Regions from separate parts of the Pan troglodytes genome. Here region 1 is linked to region 2. A link is a contact called in public HiChIP or PLAC-seq data. All regions are on one chromosome and are shown on one strand. Each heading gives the region's core, a stretch centred on a gene start, on an enhancer-like site or on the middle of the called end of the contact. The rest is flanking DNA. Distances are from core to core; before and after follow the strand shown.

Region 1 (3,988 bases), core at 576-3,075, 390 kb after region 2:
TTGGCACCGCCTAGCAAGGTTGGCAGCGGGAGCCCGGGCACCATCTGCTGCTGGCGGGGGGAGGGCAGAGGCTCAGCTGGGCTGGGGAAGAGGAGGCCTGGGACGGGCGCGCCCCCCTTCCAGAAGGCTGAGGTGTGATGGGGGTAGGGAAGCACACAAGAAGACTCTGCAGAACCGGGTTCAGTTTTCTGTTCCCTTTGCCCTTGACGGTCCCGGATGCCTGAGGGGGTGGGGGCGGAGTCATTAAAGAAGACCCCCCCTTTAATCGCGATTGAGCTGGAATAGGAACAGATCACAGGCAAACACACACACCAACCACACGCAAATCAAGCATTCTGTCCTTATCCTTCCTTGAAATCCACCTACCAGGAATGTATGAGGGGAGGGACCGCGAGGGCTCGGGTCGTCTCTATTCATCAAGGTCTGAGGGACTCAAAATCAGAGCCCCCCGAGATCCTCGAGAGCCCCCCGCCAATGCTAAGGCAAAACCAATTTACTGGCTCATTGGGCGGCAATGCTGGTGTGCGGATGCCGAGAAGCAGGGAGAGCGGCTGTTCTCCCCCAACACTCGGGGGGCGCCCCCCTCCCTAGCCTCACTGAGCCGGCAGCTGTCCCTAATTAGAGCGGCGGTTTAATTGGATTTATCAGCAGTTAATAGGAAATTAAGCAAAGGGCCCGAGAGAAGGGGGGCGGGAAAAGCGGGGAAACAGGCTGTGCTGAACTAGGAGGGGTGCTAGGGTACCAGGGGTGGGGACATGTGACCCAGTGTCCCGATCGAGCCCCACGGTCACACCCTCCCGTCATTACTCACCAAGACTCTTAAGCCCTGGCCCGCGGGCCGGAGAGCAGGTCCCCAGAGAGGGCGGCAGGCGTGACAGCGACCCTATGTGAGCTCCCAGCGCCCTCCATCCCCCTAAGCGGCGCCTGGGTGATGGATGATACTGCCGCATGCTGCAAAGGTCATAAGTCTGGGCCAAGGAGCAGACTGAATTGAAAACAGATCCGAGGAAGGGCCGGTACTAGGGTACAAGACAACCGGCACCCCAACCTCCTCCACTGCCCACTCCACTCAGCGCGCGCGCGCACACACACACACACACACACACGTGCCCCTTGAAGTTGGAAGACTGGGCAGCACGGGGGGAAAAGGCAGAGTACAGAGTGACCCTTTCTATAAACCCCACCAGCAGCAGTGTTGGGGATCCTGAGAATCTCCCGGTGCAGCTCCAGTGTTCCCTTTAGGCTCTGCCTCCACGAAACTGCCCGATTTGGGTCAGTGAGGTCCGCCGGGTCTGCTGCTCAGGGGCAGCCCAACGTCGGCGCTACCCGCCCTAGGGGCCAGTCAAGGAAGCTTGCAGACAGCTAAGCCCTGGTGCACGGGCCTCCTAGTCCACAGCCCCAAGCGCCTCCTGTCACCAAGACCTCATCATACTGCTAGGCTAACAAGGCCTGCTCCGGAGACCCTGACGACCTCCCTGCCACATTCCACCCCGCAGGGCACAGATGGCAACTCCTGCATATGCTAAGGTGTGCTAGCCTCTGAGTGGGCGTGGGTGGGCTCTCCGTGCCCCTGGCAATTATGGACGTCTGTATCTCCGGCGTGTGGTTTGTGTGTGTCCGTTTGTTCCCTGGGTATGTGAGGTGTGTCTACCTGAGCCCCAGGTGTGTCCGACTCTGTGCCCGGGTGTGTGTCTGTGCCCCTGAGTGTGTCTATATCTGTCGGGTTTGTCCACTTCCCCGTCCCCAGCTCCCATCTGGGTGATTTTGCCCGGGTGTGCCTCCGCGTGGGGGCGTTTCCGTGCGTCTCCGCCTGCAGGTCTGTGTATGTGTGAAAATCAGGAAGAGCCAGCGGGGAGTGTGTGTTGCCATCGCGTCTCCGCCTGCAGGTATGTGTGTCTCGGTGACAGTGCGTAGGCGTGTGCCTGGGTGTGAGCCGCGCGGCGGCGTGTATCCGAATGACAGTGTGACGCACGTGCGCGCGCGCGTGTGTGTGTGTGCGCGCGCCGGGGTGAGTCTCCCGCCCCCACTCCTTCCTTTCCCCATTTCTATTCCTCTCTCCTCTCCCGGCCAGCTCGGCTTCGCCGACCGCATCATCTCCATCCATTATTGAAGAAACAGCCGCGTCCGCTCCAATCACATCAACACCCCCGCCCCCTTTCCGTTCCGCTCGCCCAGCGGCCCCTCTGGGTGCTGAGGAGAGGGGAAGCCAAGGCGCGGTGGGGGCGCCGGGTGGGAATGGGCTTATGACCCTTGCCCCAAGCCCGGCCAGAAGCCGGGACGCCGGGGTCCCCGGCGGAGAGCGCTTTGCATAAACAGATGGCGCGGGCGTCTTTGTCTCACTCGTTCGCTCACCGCGCAGCTCCCGGCTCCGCTTCTGTCTGGCTGATGCAATCATGATCATCTCGGTGCCTCGGGACCCGGCGCCCTTAATAATGGCAGAGGGGGTCAGGGGCCCTGGGGCTCCCGAGCAGATGCTGGGCCCTGTGTCTTCCTTTCCGGGCGCCCCTCCACGTCCCACAGCCGCAGCGGGAAGATCAACGCTGCGCGGAGTTGACGGGCATGTGGAGGTGACCAGGAGGAGGACCCCGGGCAGTGCCCCGAGGCATCTCCGGGCTGCCCTGTTGGGCTGCTGCAGTCCCCAGAGGCAGCAACCCAGAGAATAGGAATAGAGCTGGGGAGTGGGGTTGGGGAGAGACAGAGATAAAGACAGAGACAAAGAGAGGCATTAGTAAAGAGAGACACAGTGAGATGGAGAGATGTGGAGGGAGGGAGCGAGACACAAAGAGACACAGAAAAACCGATGCAGAGGGACAAAGCCAGGTAGGGAAGGCAGCAAGAGGGAGAGCAGACAGACACAGCCAGAATAGGGAAGAGAGAGATGGACATACCCAGAGACAGGAAGCAGACAGAAGGCAGAAAGAACAAGAGGCAGAAAGAAGGGCAGCCAGAGGCTAGGACAGGCCGGGTCAGAGGGCTTAGGGCAATCTCGAATCTGCAGCCCAGAAGCAGAGATGAAGCCCCCGCCTCCCCAGCCCCCAGGCATCTGAGGATGCCCAACCCCAGAAGAGGAACCCGCCTGAACCCTGGGTGCCGATTGTGGCTGGAGAGATAGGAGCTTCCGCGTCCCCTCTCCGCCCTCCGGTCCCATCTCACACCAGAAGAGTGGAGGCTGCGGGACCCACTGTCTTGGCGGCGGGAGTGGCGGAGTGACGGGCTGGGCGTGGACGGACACTCCAGGCACCAACTTAGCGGCCCGAACGCCGGGAGTGCAGGGTCGGCACTGCCCGACAGGGGGTGCCCAAGGCCTCTTCCCCGAGCTTGGGGGCCGCTCGGCCTCCAGGGGGCGCCCGAGCCCACGGCCCCTGCAACACGCTCGATCCGCTGAGTCCCGCTGCCTTTGACCCTCTGTGCAGCCAGCGCGCGGATTGGGATCCTGGTGCGGATTAGCGCTTGGAGTCCAGTCCCAGCGGGATCCCGGGCCGCGCCTAATCTGCGGTTAATGACTCCTGCGGTCCCTCACCCCGCTGGGCCAGCGTGGCCTGAGTCCTCGTGGTGGGAAAGTGTGGGGAGCGAGGAGAGATGGGATCCGGAACCCAAGGAGTCCTGTATTCCAGATCGGCCCCATGGGCCACGAGCCAGAGACGGGAACCAAAGATGGAAGGGGGCTTAGAAATAAATTCACAGAGACAGGGACCAGAAGCAGGAGAAGGGTCAGAGAGTGGCGGAGAGGCGGAGCGGAGGCAATAATGTAACGTTGCATCTCGGTGAGCGGGGCGGAGGCCCAAGGCCGGAGGGAGAGCGGCGGCTCTGGAAAAGGAGCGCGACGGAGAATTTGGGACCTGGCCGGGGTCACCGGAACTCAGAACAGAGGGCACAAGGAAGCAGGCGAGGGCCTGTGAGCAAAGGCGCAAGGACCAGGCGCCCCTTCCGGCGTCCTGGCTCCCCAGCTGTGCCACAGAGAACCAGATGTGCAGCCCAGTTGTGCGGC
Region 2 (3,815 bases), core at 8-2,507:
GTATACCTGTCTTATATGTTACAAATATTTTTTCACAGTTTGTCATTTCTCTCTCAAATTTAGTGTATGTTAATTTCTTCACTCAAGTTTTTCATATAGTCAGATTTATTAATATTTCCCTTTACATCTGGCTTAGAGATCTCTTCCCTACTCCAAGATCATAAACAAAACAAAAATTCCATGATTTCTTCTTTTGAGACAGAGTCTCGCTCTGTCACCCAGGCTACAGTGCCATGGCACCATCTTAGCTCACTGCAGCTTCAACTTCCCGAGCTCAAGCAATCTTCCCACTTCAGCCTCCTAAGTAGTTGGACTACAGGTGTGAGCCACCTTGCTGGGCTAATTTTTAAATTTTTTGTAGAGACGGGGGGGGGGGGGTGTCTCACCATGTTGCCCAGGCTGGTCTCGAACTCCTGGTCTCCTATCGCCTCAGCCTCCCAAAGTGCTGAGATTACAAGCATGAGCCACTGCGCCGGGTTTCATGATTTCTTTCACTACTTTTATGATTTCACCTTTAATATTAAAATATTTAATACATTTGGAATTTTGGTGTAAGAAGGGTAGAGATTCCACTTTCCCCCCAGCTGATTAGTCATTTGTTTGTATAAAATTCATTCATTCAATAATCCACCACACACACACACACACACACATATTTTCGTTATGTTCTATATTTCTTGTTATATCTTTTTTTCCTATTGAATCTTGATGCATCTTTTATTAGAACCATGGAGCCACAGAACTCCGATTCTCGGCAATGTGAGGTATCAGGCTATGACCTAAGGCTTGCAAGCAGAACTACCGCCAATCTGGCCTCTCTGGGGTTCCCTTCCTCCTGCAAGGTTGCACCAAGCGGCAGTTCGGGGAAATAGGGCCTTCAATTACCCAGTGTGTATCTCTTGAGTGTCTGTTAAATAATGGGGGGCAGGGCGGGGAGGAGGGGGAGAGGGAGGCTGTGCCTCATTCTTTGTTAGCCAGGCAGAGCGTTTATTTTCCAGGGGTTGTTTCCTTTATCTTCACCCTAACATTCAAACTTGACTTGAGTTTTAGCGCGCTTCCGCCCTACCTCCTCCCAAAGCCCTTATTTGCCCATCCTTGCCTACAAGCTCAGAACGAGCAGGCAACGGAATGGATGTCGTGGGAGCAGGCGATTGAGATGCCAGTGTTTGGAGGCTAAGGACTGGGGGCTGTGAGCGAGGACCTTCCCGCGTTTGCTCCGCGCCCCCGCAGTTTCCTCCGCGCCCACTAGAAGGCGCCGGGGCGCTCGCATTCCCCGCGCGGAGCCGAAGCAGCCGCAACGAGCCGGGAGCTGAGCCGCGCTGCGCTGCGGTGCGAAGAGCCGGGCGGCGGCCAGAGCCCTCCCCGCGCTGCCAGTGGGACGCGGAGCCAGGGATCCCCGGCTTTGCCCCGGGGCTGGGGTGCAACAGACTCTTAACTTGGTCGTCGCGCCCCGCCAACCGCCCCCGGGCAGGAAACGCCCAGAACCACCACCGCGCCGCGCTCCACAAAAGCCCCGGGAGTTCCAAGACGGGAGGGATCGGGCGCGCTCCAGAGGCAGGAGGGTCCCCCACACCCTCAGGCTCATGCCCAGCTCCCCCATCGGGCAGCCCCCAGCCCCATGAGGACCCTCAGGCCGGGGCGAGAGCCCGGCACAGCCCGGACCGAAATTTTGCCGCTGCCTTAGAGCGTTAGACAGGTCAGTGCCCGGGGGTGGGGGGCGGGTGGGATTGGTTGGTGAGGGGAGGAGGAGGAGGCGGGAGGAGGCGCGCTTCCCGGTCCACCCTGTCCCCCGCGCCGCTTCCCGAGGCCACTCATCGGGTCACCTCCGCCGGGGGCGCCCGCCAGCACGGGCGTGATTCTGCATTTTTTCCTGACAGGCTAGGTGTGGAGCCGCCCTCCGCAGCCCACCCCGGCCCAGGCGATGCTCGGACTGAGGAGTCGGGGGCGCGCCGGCCAGGGCGGGCGGCGGGCTTGGGGACTGCCACTGCCCTGATAGAGCGGGGCTTTTCCGCTCACGCACGGCCGCGTCGAAACCGCGGCATCCAAATGTCTTCAGCATTAAGATGCCAGGCCTCGGGTGTGAGAGGAAACCGAGATGCAGGAGAGGGCGAGAAGAAAGGAGGCCGGGAGACCCTGGGGCCTGGGAAGTGAGGGGAGGGGTACTGGGAAAACCGCGGCTGGCAGTGCAAACCCTAGCGCGATGTGTGGAGTGGAGAGCGCTCTTGGGAGCCGGCAGGAGCCTCTGAGGACGCGGGGGCCAAGGGCCCCATCCCTTGCCCTCCCTTCTTCCCTCCCTTTCTCACTCCCCATCCTACCCCCACCTAGGATGTGGCTGGGCCGCCGGGCCCTGTGCGCTCTGGTCCTTCTGCTCGCCTGCGCCTCGCTGGGGCTCCTGTACGCGAGCACCCGGGACGCGCCCGGCCTCCGGGTACCTCTTGCGCCGTGGGCGCCCCCGCAAAGCCCCCGCAGGCCCGAGCTGCCAGATCTTGCTCCTGAGCCCCGCTACGCACACATCCCGGTCAGGATCAAGGAGCAAGTAGTGGGGTGAGTGCCGACCGCGGCGGCGCAGCGCAGCGCTCGCTGGGGGTGGTCTGGGGGCTTTTGTTTCCTCCACTGCTGGGCTCAGATGCCTGCATTCTCCTAACGGGCTGTGTGGAGTGAAGTGGGAGGTGGAAGTGGGAGGCTGCTGAGGCTTGGGCTGGGGAAAATCTGTTCTCCCTGAACCTTGCCATGGGGATAAGGATGGGGATGGGCGTGGGAGGTTGTGCAGTCAAGGGAGGGCCCTGAAAGACTCCCTGAGGTCCTGATTCAGGTATGAGAAGAGGCTCCAGGTGGGGTCCTGGTTGGTGGGTAGGCAGCTCCTGAAATCCTGGTGATTGGCCCTATCCTACAACTCTAAAATCCAGATTTAGGGGATGGGTCATCCGATCCTTGGTCCCCCTCCCGAGGACTATTTGAAGGGCAGCATTTAAGGGGACAGAGCCTAGACAGACAGAATTGCAGGGCCAAGGTGTGGGGTGCTGTGTCAGTGTTTATGGGATGAATGGAGCTGTGTAGCTGGGCTCTGATGACCCTCACTACCTACCCCCTTCAGGCTGCTGGCTTGGAACAACTGCAGTTGTGAGTCCAGTGGGGGGGGCCTCCCCCTCCCCTTCCAGAAACAAGTCCGAGCTATTGACCTCACCAAGGCCTTTGACCCTGCAGAGCTGAGGGCTGCCTCTGCCACAAGAGAGCAGGAGTTCCAGGCCTTTCTGTCGAGGTACCAGCTTGAAAGAAGCGCATGACTCCACAGGGGGAGAGCAGTGATTGTGCCGGGAGGGAGAGACCCTCTCCCCCCCGACTCTGCTCTGTCCTCTCCTTCCTCCACTGCCAGGAGCCAGTCCCCAGCTGACCAGCTGCTCATAGCCCCTGCCAACTCCCCGCTCCAGTACCCCCTACAGGGTGTGGAAGTTCAGCCCCTCAGGAGCATCTTGGTGCCAGGTAGGGAGGAGGGTCCCAGAGGATGACCTCAGCCACAGTGGGGGTGGCAGAGCCCAAGGTTGGGTGGGGAAGAATGGGAGATGATTGGAATGGGAGGTGGGAACCTCTGATGAATGGGGGACTTAAGCTCAAAAGGGGGCTTAGGAGGTGGGAAGTGAGGACAGAAGGGACTCTAGGAATTTCAGAAGACTGTAACTGGGGAGTTTTGGGGGAAATAATCTATTCTTTGCTGACTAACCATTGGTTAAGTGGTGGTCAGGGCAGGCCATAGGGCAAGCTTTGATGGGACGGGCTCAAAAATCAGTCACTGTAGGCTATGTTATACAGTGTGCCCT

Evidence for each region. HiChIP or PLAC-seq counts read pairs in DNA pulled down with a chosen protein or histone mark.
Region 1: an H3K4me3 HiChIP or PLAC-seq map of stem cell-derived excitatory neurons shows a contact between it and region 2, with 2.1 times the contacts expected there. The contact joins the promoter of NDUFA4L2 here to the promoter of B4GALNT1 in region 2. A contact is called at or near these places in 1 of 7 Hi-C or Micro-C datasets (induced pluripotent stem cells) and 1 of 1 datasets of contacts at active chromatin or transcription factors (stem cell-derived excitatory neurons).

What each region holds. Positions count from the first base shown.
Region 1 is chr10:38,790,613-38,794,600 of NHGRI_mPanTro3-v2.0_pri, forward strand. It overlaps NDUFA4L2 (NDUFA4 mitochondrial complex associated like 2), which reads left to right and starts at 1,826. Exons shown (of 5, transcript XM_063786476.1): 1 at 1,826-1,886. It overlaps LOC134807528, which reads right to left. Exons shown (of 3, transcript XM_063786178.1): 1 at 3,916-3,988; 2 at 2,353-3,506; 3 at 1-47. The coding sequence ends at 2,446.
Region 2 is chr10:38,397,863-38,401,677 of NHGRI_mPanTro3-v2.0_pri, forward strand. B4GALNT1 (beta-1,4-N-acetyl-galactosaminyltransferase 1) reads left to right here and starts at 1,258. Exons shown (of 11, transcript XM_063785523.1): 1 at 1,258-1,696; 2 at 2,326-2,544; 3 at 3,095-3,259; 4 at 3,374-3,480. The coding sequence starts at 2,327.